2 separate regions of the Arabidopsis thaliana genome follow, and region 1 is linked to region 2. A link is a contact called in public capture Hi-C data. All regions are on one chromosome and are shown on one strand. The core of a region is the stretch at or near the end of the contact, and the rest is flanking DNA. Distances in the headings are between cores, read along the strand shown.

What was found. Capture Hi-C pulls out chosen DNA fragments and counts their contacts.
Region 1: a contact with region 2 is called in a capture Hi-C map of seedling, with 2.0 times the contacts expected there. A contact is called at or near these places in 1 of 26 Hi-C or Micro-C datasets (vegetative nucleus) and 1 of 3 other capture datasets (seedling).

What each region holds. Positions count from the first base shown.
Region 1 is chr1:9,168,395-9,173,134 of TAIR10.1, forward strand. AT1G26550 (FKBP-like peptidyl-prolyl cis-trans isomerase family protein) reads left to right here and starts at 2,724. Exons shown (of 5, transcript NM_102417.4): 1 at 2,724-2,809; 2 at 3,396-3,538; 3 at 3,687-3,796; 4 at 4,047-4,189; 5 at 4,280-4,639. The coding sequence starts at 3,406. The coding sequence ends at 4,322. AT1G26540 (Agenet domain-containing protein) reads right to left here and starts at 2,559. Exons shown (of 8, transcript NM_102416.3): 1 at 1,961-2,559; 2 at 1,184-1,606; 3 at 936-1,100; 4 at 767-854; 5 at 543-670; 6 at 361-442; 7 at 165-272; 8 at 1-41. The coding sequence starts at 2,401.
Region 2 is chr1:9,052,492-9,057,297 of TAIR10.1, forward strand. It overlaps AT1G26180, which reads left to right and starts at 2,182. Exons shown (of 8, transcript NM_102383.5): 1 at 2,182-2,680; 2 at 2,902-2,982; 3 at 3,087-3,146; 4 at 3,229-3,272; 5 at 3,427-3,469; 6 at 3,562-3,633; 7 at 3,726-3,827; 8 at 3,916-4,450. The coding sequence starts at 2,333. The coding sequence ends at 4,035. It overlaps AT1G26170 (ARM repeat superfamily protein), which reads right to left and starts at 2,212. Exons shown (of 33, transcript NM_102382.3): 1 at 1,830-2,212; 2 at 1,664-1,725; 3 at 1,467-1,559; 4 at 1,213-1,384; 5 at 973-1,088; 6 at 761-847; 7 at 552-668; 8 at 387-450; 9 at 158-300; 10 at 1-6. The coding sequence starts at 1,947. AT1G26190 (Phosphoribulokinase / Uridine kinase family) reads right to left here. Exons shown (of 12, transcript NM_102384.4): 12 at 4,604-4,806. The coding sequence ends at 4,794.

The DNA of each region.
Region 1 (4,740 bases), core at 1,474-3,973, 120 kb after region 2:
AGAATTATCCACCACATTCGAGCTCTGATCAGAGGATAGCACTACATAAACCAATGCAAAATAAAATTATAAAAAATTTGTTCAAGCATATAAACCTGATTGTTTAATAAAGGATACATCTAAGCTACTTTGAATAGAAATTGCTTTAGTATATTGAACCGAACCTGTAGGTATATTTATCCAAGAAGAGAGAGGCTGATCATCAACATCATCAACACGTATAGTATCACTTGTACCGTTGACCCCAGCCTTTGAAACATTGCAAGTCTCATCTACAAGTTTTAACCAAGGATATGATAAAGTTTGGCAAGAAACAAAGAATACCAAAACTAATATGGCCAATGCTGATTTTAGACATACCAGTTTCATTCAGGTTAGAGTTTTGATTTTGTTCTCTTTTCCTTTTTCTACTCTTTTCGTTGCTATTCTCCTCCTCAGGCATCTGCATTCAAAAACAATTAACAATCAGGAAGGCTAAAGATAATAAGCACCATCTAGTGGAAGTGAGAATGGTTATGTTTCAAACAACAAACTAGCTTTACCTCGTGTTGAGTTGAACTATTTTCCAAGCCATTCTGATGCTTCACTGGCTCAGGTGTCTTCTTTGGGGATTTTTTTCCTTCAGTTTCAGCATCTTGTTGTTTCAATGGTGTGACTGTTATGACCGGGGCTGGGGTACATGTGAAACAGATTCACATTGACATTAAAGATCAGTATTAAGCGATGTAGAAACTAAACACAATGAGTTAAGGAAGATTATGTTTACCTATTGATGTTTCTTGAGGGGTTATGAGCAGATGAGTTTTGTCATTCATCACAGCATCAGCCTTGTTTTTTCCTAATTCTCTAGTGGCCTAATTTCAGGTAACGCAGATATGTTAAGCATAATCAAAGACATGGCGAAAGCAAAGGAAACTAGTGAGTGTCTAACTTACAGATACAAATTTTGCTTTAGTGGGTGTCTCGCTAATTTCCTTAGAATTCAGGAAACTTCTCAAATGCTTTGTGGCACTCGTAGGAGTCATTGACTTAGCAGCAGAACAAGAGCGCATTGGCTTCCTTTTCAAGATGGTTGGAGGAGTTTCTTTTATGGGTTTTTGCTGAAAATAGAAACAAACATAAAGCATTCATACCAATAAACCAAAACTGTCAGAATGTTGATTGAAACTAGTGTAATTGATACCTTTAGATCGTTATACCAAACTCCATCTTCCCACACCATGAAAGGCCTAAGATCTGAGTGTCTTATTGTAGATTCCTGCTGTGTAGCCTCTAATCTAACCGTGTAACGGTTCTCAGAGAGAATTTTCCTCACTTGCCCTTTATGCCATCCCAAACCAGAAAACGTCTCTACAGATTCCAACAATGCATACTTGTCAACTGAAGAAGGAGGCGGTATGGGTCTAACACGGCGCGAATTAACAATGTTGGTTGGTCTCGCCTCATCACCATTGCAGCTCAGGTACCTATTACAGTCCTTGACAATGAATTTCTTCTTATCATCCACATCAGTCTCTTTGACTACCATTGCAGGGGACCACACAGCTTCTTTGGCAGAAAACACTTCCACCATTGTCCCGGGGCTAAACATGGACTTATTCGATTCCTTCAAAGACAACAAATTAAAGTCTACTTTTAAGCATTCACAACCAAAACTAAACCTTTAATAATTTTAATCATAGCATATAACAAGAACAAAGAAAGCAACAAAATTTTGACAGCTACAAGCAAAAACAACACCGGATTTAAGAAAGGATCTCTTAACCATGGAACTATAACACTCAACAAACGAAAAATAGAGAAAAGTTTCAGCCTTTTGAAACTAAAGCTGAAACCTTTAACCATAACACGCAACCAGACTCAAAACGGATTAAAGCTTCAACCTTTTTGAAAGAGAGCAACAAAGAGACAGTTTCAAACATTCAAGCAAAGACCCACTTCGAATAAATCAACCTCATACCTCAATTTCTGGTTGGATCCAAGTCCCACCGGTCCAGATAAGATGAGTCCGCAACTGCTTTCTCTCGAACTGTATAATGTCAGGAGGCAAATCAAAATAAACCAAATAGTTGTCGTCCTCCATTTTCTTTACGACAACACCAGTCCACCACCCGTCTTTGTGGTCAGCATCCACCAGCAAACCTTCCTCCAAAACGACGTCTTTTTGTTGATTCTCCTCCGGAGGTACAGGTCTAATGAATCTCTGTTCGATGTGTTCGATTAAGGGAGACGAACCGTCCATGTCCAGCAACGTCGAGTAACGAACACGAAGCTTTCTGCGAGATGAGTTCCCTGGGTTTTCCTCTAAAACAGCTCTGAACCAAGCTCCTTCGAACCCTTCCTCTTCAGAACTGACTTCAACTACACAATCTTTCGTTATCTTCATCGTTTGCAGCTCCATCTCCGGAAAGTGAAAAATGTGGTTACTTTGTAGAAATAATCAAAACCCAGAACCCAAATAAGCAAAGAGTGAAGCAAAAAACCTCCCTTTTGTAAAACCCTAAAATTTCACTCTGATACTGAAAGACAGCTAGCTCTACAAATGAAAAGCAGAGACAGACATTTACGAAAATAGGAAAAATATTTATTTTCTTTTTGGCGCGATTAAATTTACGAAAAATAGAAAATATTTGATAAGAAGAGTATCTTATTGGGCCTAATAGCCCAACCATGAATGGCCAAGCCCATATTAATGAATGGGTTTAATGTTCCATCTCTAATCCCCACAAGACTTTTCAGCAAACAAATCTCTCTTTCTCTCTCTCACTCTCTGCTCGATCGTTCAATCTGATAGAAGAAGAATCTCAAGGTAAAGTTCTCGACTTTGTAAATTTCTTGGCTTCTCAATCAAATATTTCATTCCACTTTTAATAGTAACCTTTTGTGTTTTCTCCGATTGGTTTTGTAAACTGTTGGTCAATTCTCTGATTTTTAGGCTAGAAATTGAAAACTGGGGTTTATGTTATTTGCGCTAAATCTTCCGTCTAGATAATTGTTTTTCCATTTGCGATGTTATCTTGTGCATGGACGCACCGGTTCTATATTGGGCTCTTTGCGTTTCGATTGTCCAAATGTTAAATTACTCATTTTTTAATCTGTAATCTTGTTTTGTGTTTTGATCATTCTGAATTTGATGGATCTTAGCTTACTAAGTGTTTGATTAAATTCCCCAAAAGTTTCGGGTTGAAGCATTTTTTTAAGTTTACAAATTTGTATATCTGCTTCCAGTGTAGTAGATTCCAAGTCACTTGCATTTGGCTTTAAATCTGCATTGAAAAGTTCACTGGATTTATTTCAGGGTTTAGGGTTTACAAGATGTGTGTGGTGATGTTAAAAGTTAAAACCCTGTAATCTGATGGTGATAATAAAGTTTTAATCGTGGTTGTTTTTTATAGTTTTAATTCGATGGGGAAGGACGCAAAAGCTGGTGGGAAGGGTAAAGGAAAGCAAGCAAGTGGTAGTGAAGAAGCTCCCTCCAAGGGTAAAGGAAAAGCAGGAAAAGCTGCAGATGGTCTTGGGACATGCACTTATGTTAAAGGTGTGTTTTTTGGATTCGTTTCTGTGCCTGTTACCTTTGTTCATGAGTAAAAAATACTGGTAAACAAATATGGATCCAAAAGTTCTCTTACAACTTTTGTATTAGTACAATAGCATTAAAGTCAAATCTCCAATTGTTTTTGTTTCAGCAAGACATGTTTTGTGCGAGAAGCAAGGAAAGATCAACGAGGCCTACAAAAAGTTGCAGGATGGTTGGTTGAGCAACGGAGACAAGGTTCCTCCTGCTGAGTTTGCAAAGGTGAATATCCTTCTTCTTTTTTGTCTATGAGATCAAAACATCAATCTAAGATAGTTCAGATAGTATTGTTTATTCCATCTCTAACTGTGATATGTACGTAACCGCTTATAGAAAACCCACATTCAATACCTCATAGTTCATTGCTTTCCCGACATCTACAAGTTTCAGTTTTCGGTTAGATATATTTCGATAGATGTGTGTTATGAATTGTGGAGAATCTTAACACGATTTGTGTGTGGAACGATCTCAGATTGCAGCAGAGTACTCTGAGTGTCCATCAGGGAAAAAAGGAGGAGATCTTGGATGGTTCCCTCGAGGAAAGATGGCAGGTCCATTCCAAGATGTCGCCTTTAATACACCTGTTGGAGTCACCAGTGCACCCTTCAAATCAACGTATGTCCAAATCCGATCTCTTCTTTCTTCTCTTCTATCTGAATTTATCTTTATTAGTGGATGATGAATGTAATTGCGTGGTAATTGCAGGCACGGATACCACATTATTTTATCAGAGGGAAGGAAGAACTGACAGATACATCTCTGCTCTGCTACTTTTATGGAAGTTGCTACTGTAACCTTAAAAAAAACACAGCCTTTGTTGTTTTGGCCAAATTGTTAAAAAAACTTGTCTCGTTTTGAATAATGAATGCGTAACGGCCATAATATATGCCGGGTGTTGATTTCTGAAGTCTGAATATTGAGACACCATCTCTATTATAAGCTCGTCGCTTGGTTTCTTTGGCTTTGAGAACATTTTGAATTTGCCCGTAAGAAAAAATTGGTTTCTAAGCTGCTGGCTGTAGCTTAGAGAGGGTTGATGATTTGATACTGGCTATTCCTAACAATTATAACTTGGTACGAAATCGTTTTCGAATCATTGATTAATAAAGGTCATACGTGTGAACACAAGTGTAAAAGTGTGACGTTATTGCATGAGCATCTGAAAA
Region 2 (4,806 bases), core at 932-3,431:
AAATAGCTGCACAGAAACAAGTCTCACTTGGCCTCAAACTCATCAAAATACCACAATCTATGAGCCAAATGCCCCAGTTCTAACCAAAAAACCAAAAGACTAACTTCCAATATTGAGACCTTGAAGGAAAACTGATCACTTAAAATTATAAAGTTACCTGGATGACAAAAGTGTCAAGACTCTTTTCTTCACCATCTGAATCATATCTTCCATCATATGAATCTTCAGCACCATCAATTGACGATCGAAGATAAACTTGTAGAGATGACTCAAATGTGTGCCACAATGGCCTCATAATAGCTGCACATATATTATGTTTCAATAATGATGCTTCAGATGCATATGTTTGAATAAAAAAAGTACATGGGTAACACACGAGAACATACCCATCAATTCACTTTCGATGAGAGATGGGAAATTCTGTACAAACTGATTTAGGCACTTCAAGACCTAATGAGAGGAGGTAAAATCAATGCAAAGACAGGGGCCCGATATACAATTCCGGGAGTTCAATGGGAACAAAAGTAAGACAATTACAAGATGAGACGAACCTCCATTCTTAAACTCCAATCATCAGGATCCTCGCGTTGCACAGGATGCTCCAATATAAGTGAAAACTGATTCATCCAAACCTTAAGCACAGGCGTCACCAAAGTAGTAGTTTCCGTCTGAATATAAACACATTATATATGTAAACTGATAACAGAAGTAGCTGAAGCAAATCACATTCAAGATGTATGTATTATCAAAGAAAAAGTACCTTGTACACACCGCTCATTGCTCCAAGAACATATATACATGAATAAACAATTGTAAGGGCTTTTCCTCGAATATACTTGTCATAGCTCTACATATACAAAGAAGTGAGCTCCATAAGGGCCTCTGTTACTAAAATTTTCACATAAGAGACCTTGACATGCCATAAACGTGATTCAACATGAGTCTGATCGTATCAATATAAGAATACAATACCTGAGGAGAAGATACGACTGCATGCAAGCAGGGAAACAACACAGGTACCAGCGTAGGAACCTCTTTGTCATCCAATTCACCAGAGAGAAGAGCCAAACACCTCAAAGCTCCATGAACTGTTGAATATGGAAATAAATTCAGCCTCAGGAAACCTCGTAACTATTCTCATGAAAGAGTACAGAAATGGGTAGTAAAAAAAGAATTTGTCTCTAGAGCAAACAAAATTGATCGAAAATATACCTCCATTAGTGTTACTTGGATCGCTAATCAACTTCAGGAGAAAAGGAACTAGCTCAGGCCACTCTTCTGGCCAATCATATGTGGCAATTGACGATATGTCCATACTAATAGCCGTACAGATTTTTCTATGAGAGTCATCAAGTGAGCCCAACAGTTGTCCTCGAATAAGAGCCTAATAACATAACCAAAATAACTTCCTAAACTATCTCAGCTGGAAATCCAAAACAAACAATAAAAGAAGACAGTGAAAGTACCTTTTCCTCACTTGAGACAAGAGGATATTCAAAAGCCTCCTCGTTCTCTCGCCAATGCTTTTTAATGAACTGCTTTAACAGTACCGCAGCTAAGTAACAGTAGGTTAAGAACTTCACAAGCCAAAAAAAGGGAAAACACTCATTATATCAATAAACAAGCTCCAGGGGATAACAAATCAATGACATGAAAAGGATATTTGACGCAATCCCAAAGAGAGGTCTTTGTTAGCAGCAACTCTGCACAATGCACTCCCAAACCCTACAAGAAACAAACATCTTTTGGGTAAAATCTAACTACAAAAAAGAATCTATAGAAGAGAAGCAACTAGCTCGAAAGTAACCCAAACGATTTAAGCAACGGACCTGGTTGAAGAGAAGCCTGATTGAGAGAGGTCTCAGCGAAAGAACGAACGTTCTGGTTAGGGTCAAGACTTGCTGATAAGCAACCGAGCAGCCATTGCTGATCTTGGTCCACCACCATTGAGAGATTAATCGATGGAATCCAATTCCAGATGGGATCAAGAAATTGAGTGTTTGAAAATTGTTTTAGCTTCCCTCAATTTTCAAATTCCCGCTTGTCCCTTTGGTATAGGAGGATGTCGGAGAGACAGTAGAAACCAAATGGAGTTTAAGTAGTTCACCTCTCCTAGATTTTGTTGTCGAGAAAACCCTTTATAGACAGAGGTTGCAGAAGAAAGAAGCAATCAAATAACCAAAATAAACAATTACCAAACCGGATTTTAACCGTAGATTTAAATTGGTATAAATCCGGCTTAGTGTAATTTCATCAATCGAACAGTTTATCTCCAGAATCAAAGATAAACGGAGGAGAAGAGAGCTTCGTCGTCTTCTTCTTCTTCGCCTCCATGAATCTCCTCAAGACGATTCATTACCAGTCTACCATTACTCGATTTTACCGTTTTGCCCCTACACGCTCCTTTGCTTCTTCTGTGTCACTCTCTCCACAGAGACACATAATCTCTCTCGTTTCTATCTCTAATCGTGGAAGGTGCTTCGCATTCTCGAGCGTCTCTGGTGCTTCGCTTTATAATAATCAAGAGGATGGGAAGAAAGAAGAATCCGAGAGAAATTACGCTTCGACGAAGGAAGGAGATGAAGTGGTTTACCAGAAAACGCTGAGATTAGTAGAATGTGCCATGTTCGCTGCTGTGACAGGCCTCGTTTACTTTCTCAGCAATTCTCTCGCCATTGAGGTTAATTTTTCTTGCCTTATAATTCCCATAAGGACATTGGAGTATTGAGGTTAAGTTTGATCTTATTTTTCATAGAAGACATTGCCAAAAATGTCAACTTTGGAAACAAAGGATGTGTGTGAGAATCATCGTTCTTTTGTGTGTTTGATCGTTAGTGTGATAAACATTTCATACTTACTTGTTCCTTTTTAATGAGTATGAGTTTACATTTTTGAACGCAGAACTACTTTGGGTGTTTCTTCTCACTACCAATTGTGATTTCTTCGATAAGATGGAACATTGCAGGTGGCAGGAAGACAATGGTTTGTAAAAGAACATTCTTTTTCTCATTAATAAGAATTTCTCAAGTTTTTTTTGTGAATATGTGCTTCAAGTCTTTTGTGGTGTTTGTTTGTTTGTTTCTCAGGTTGCTACTGTCATGCTGTTGTTCATATTATCAGGTCCGGTCAAGGCATTAACTTACTTTGTAAGCCTCCGCTTTCCTAGATTGCCAAGCAGAGTTTTATCTCGTGACCATTGCTTAACTTTTGGAGATTTTATTTTTGTAGCTTACTCATGGTCTTGTGGGGCTTGCACTGGGATCATTGTGGAGGTAGTTGAATTCATACACTCCTCTCTATCTTTGCACAGTTTCTACTTTCTAGTTCTCTACTGCAACAAAAACATACATCTTACTAATTCCTGTCTTTACTGTTGAAGAAAATGTCTCAGTTGTTTATTTTCTTGCAATATTATTCTGTTCTCAGTATGGGGGCAAGCTGGCGTCTCTCGATTTTCTTGTGCACAATGGTGAAATGTCTGCTTCCTGTGATTACACAGTACACTTAATATGTCCTTATCTCTCCTTGTTTACTTGTATTATCGTGTTTCCTCCCACGCAGGTTCGAGCATTGGGTCTCATAGGCTATGTTCTGACATCATCCTTCTTAATAAGAGAAAATATTCTCGCTGTGGTAAGCTGCCTCTTTCCCTCAAATACCTATCACTCTTTTTCACCTAAAGAAACTCTTGTACAAATAAAACCACCACTGCATTGTTGTTGCAGATCACAATTAACATCCACGCTTCTCTCTCTTATGTTTTCACGGCCATGGGCCTGAACATAATGCCTTCGATGAGCCTCATTTATATGATATTTGGGACAGTGGTACGCAATCTCTTTATCCCGCTTTTCTCTGTTTATCTCGGGAAATTAATAAAAGAAGCCGATAACATTTTGCTTTGATTCTCAACAGCTGTTACTTAACAGTGGATTCTTTGTGTTGTTGCTGCATCTGCTATACTCGATCTTCCTAACAAGACTAGGAATGAAATCTTCGTTGAGATTACCAGCCTGGTTGGACAAAGCTATATGATGGGAATCAGGATCTCTGCTCTGCTCCTATTTTTTTGCAGCTCCATTGGAGAATCCAAACATGCATGGCTTGAGCATTTCTGGTAGAGCATATATGTAGTACTTATAAAGTAGGTGTTTGTGTCTATATGCATATGTATAATGGTTAAAAAGGGTACATGGACTTAGCTCACCCGTCCTCATCATTCATCACCTATGATGAAACAAACAACATTCAACCCAATGTAATGTCAAGTGGTTGCATTAGATTGTTCTCTTGGTCTAGCTCGTAGAACGATTTTCATGGGTTGTATATTGTTTTGTCAATGCAATTGCCACTTTGAAGACTCGGTTCCTTCAATAGTACTTGATTTGAATTTGGGTGTTATGAAAGTTGGTACAATGACATGTCCCAATTTAGCAACTCTTAATTTTTTCTTTGAATGAGTATAATAATGGATGAGTCTACCAGTCTATAACGTTGTTTTTGTATTTGGTACTTTTAAGTTTTAACAATCTCCCTGTCACCCTGTGTTCAACTGCATCCAGGTCTTGTCTTGATCCTTGTAAAAACCCAAAGAAGTGACTTGTAAACTAAAAACCTAAACTTTATTGAATAAATAATCGAGAACGTCTTCCAAACGACTAATTTAGGGGAAGAGAACTGGCGTCATTGTCTACGTAGAGAAACCAGGGAAGCTCACAAAACGCCTCCAGTGAGAAAAATACCAAAACAAAAGAACAAAAAAAGAAGAGAAAACCCATAGTGGCTAATAGATGTTATTGCCGCTTG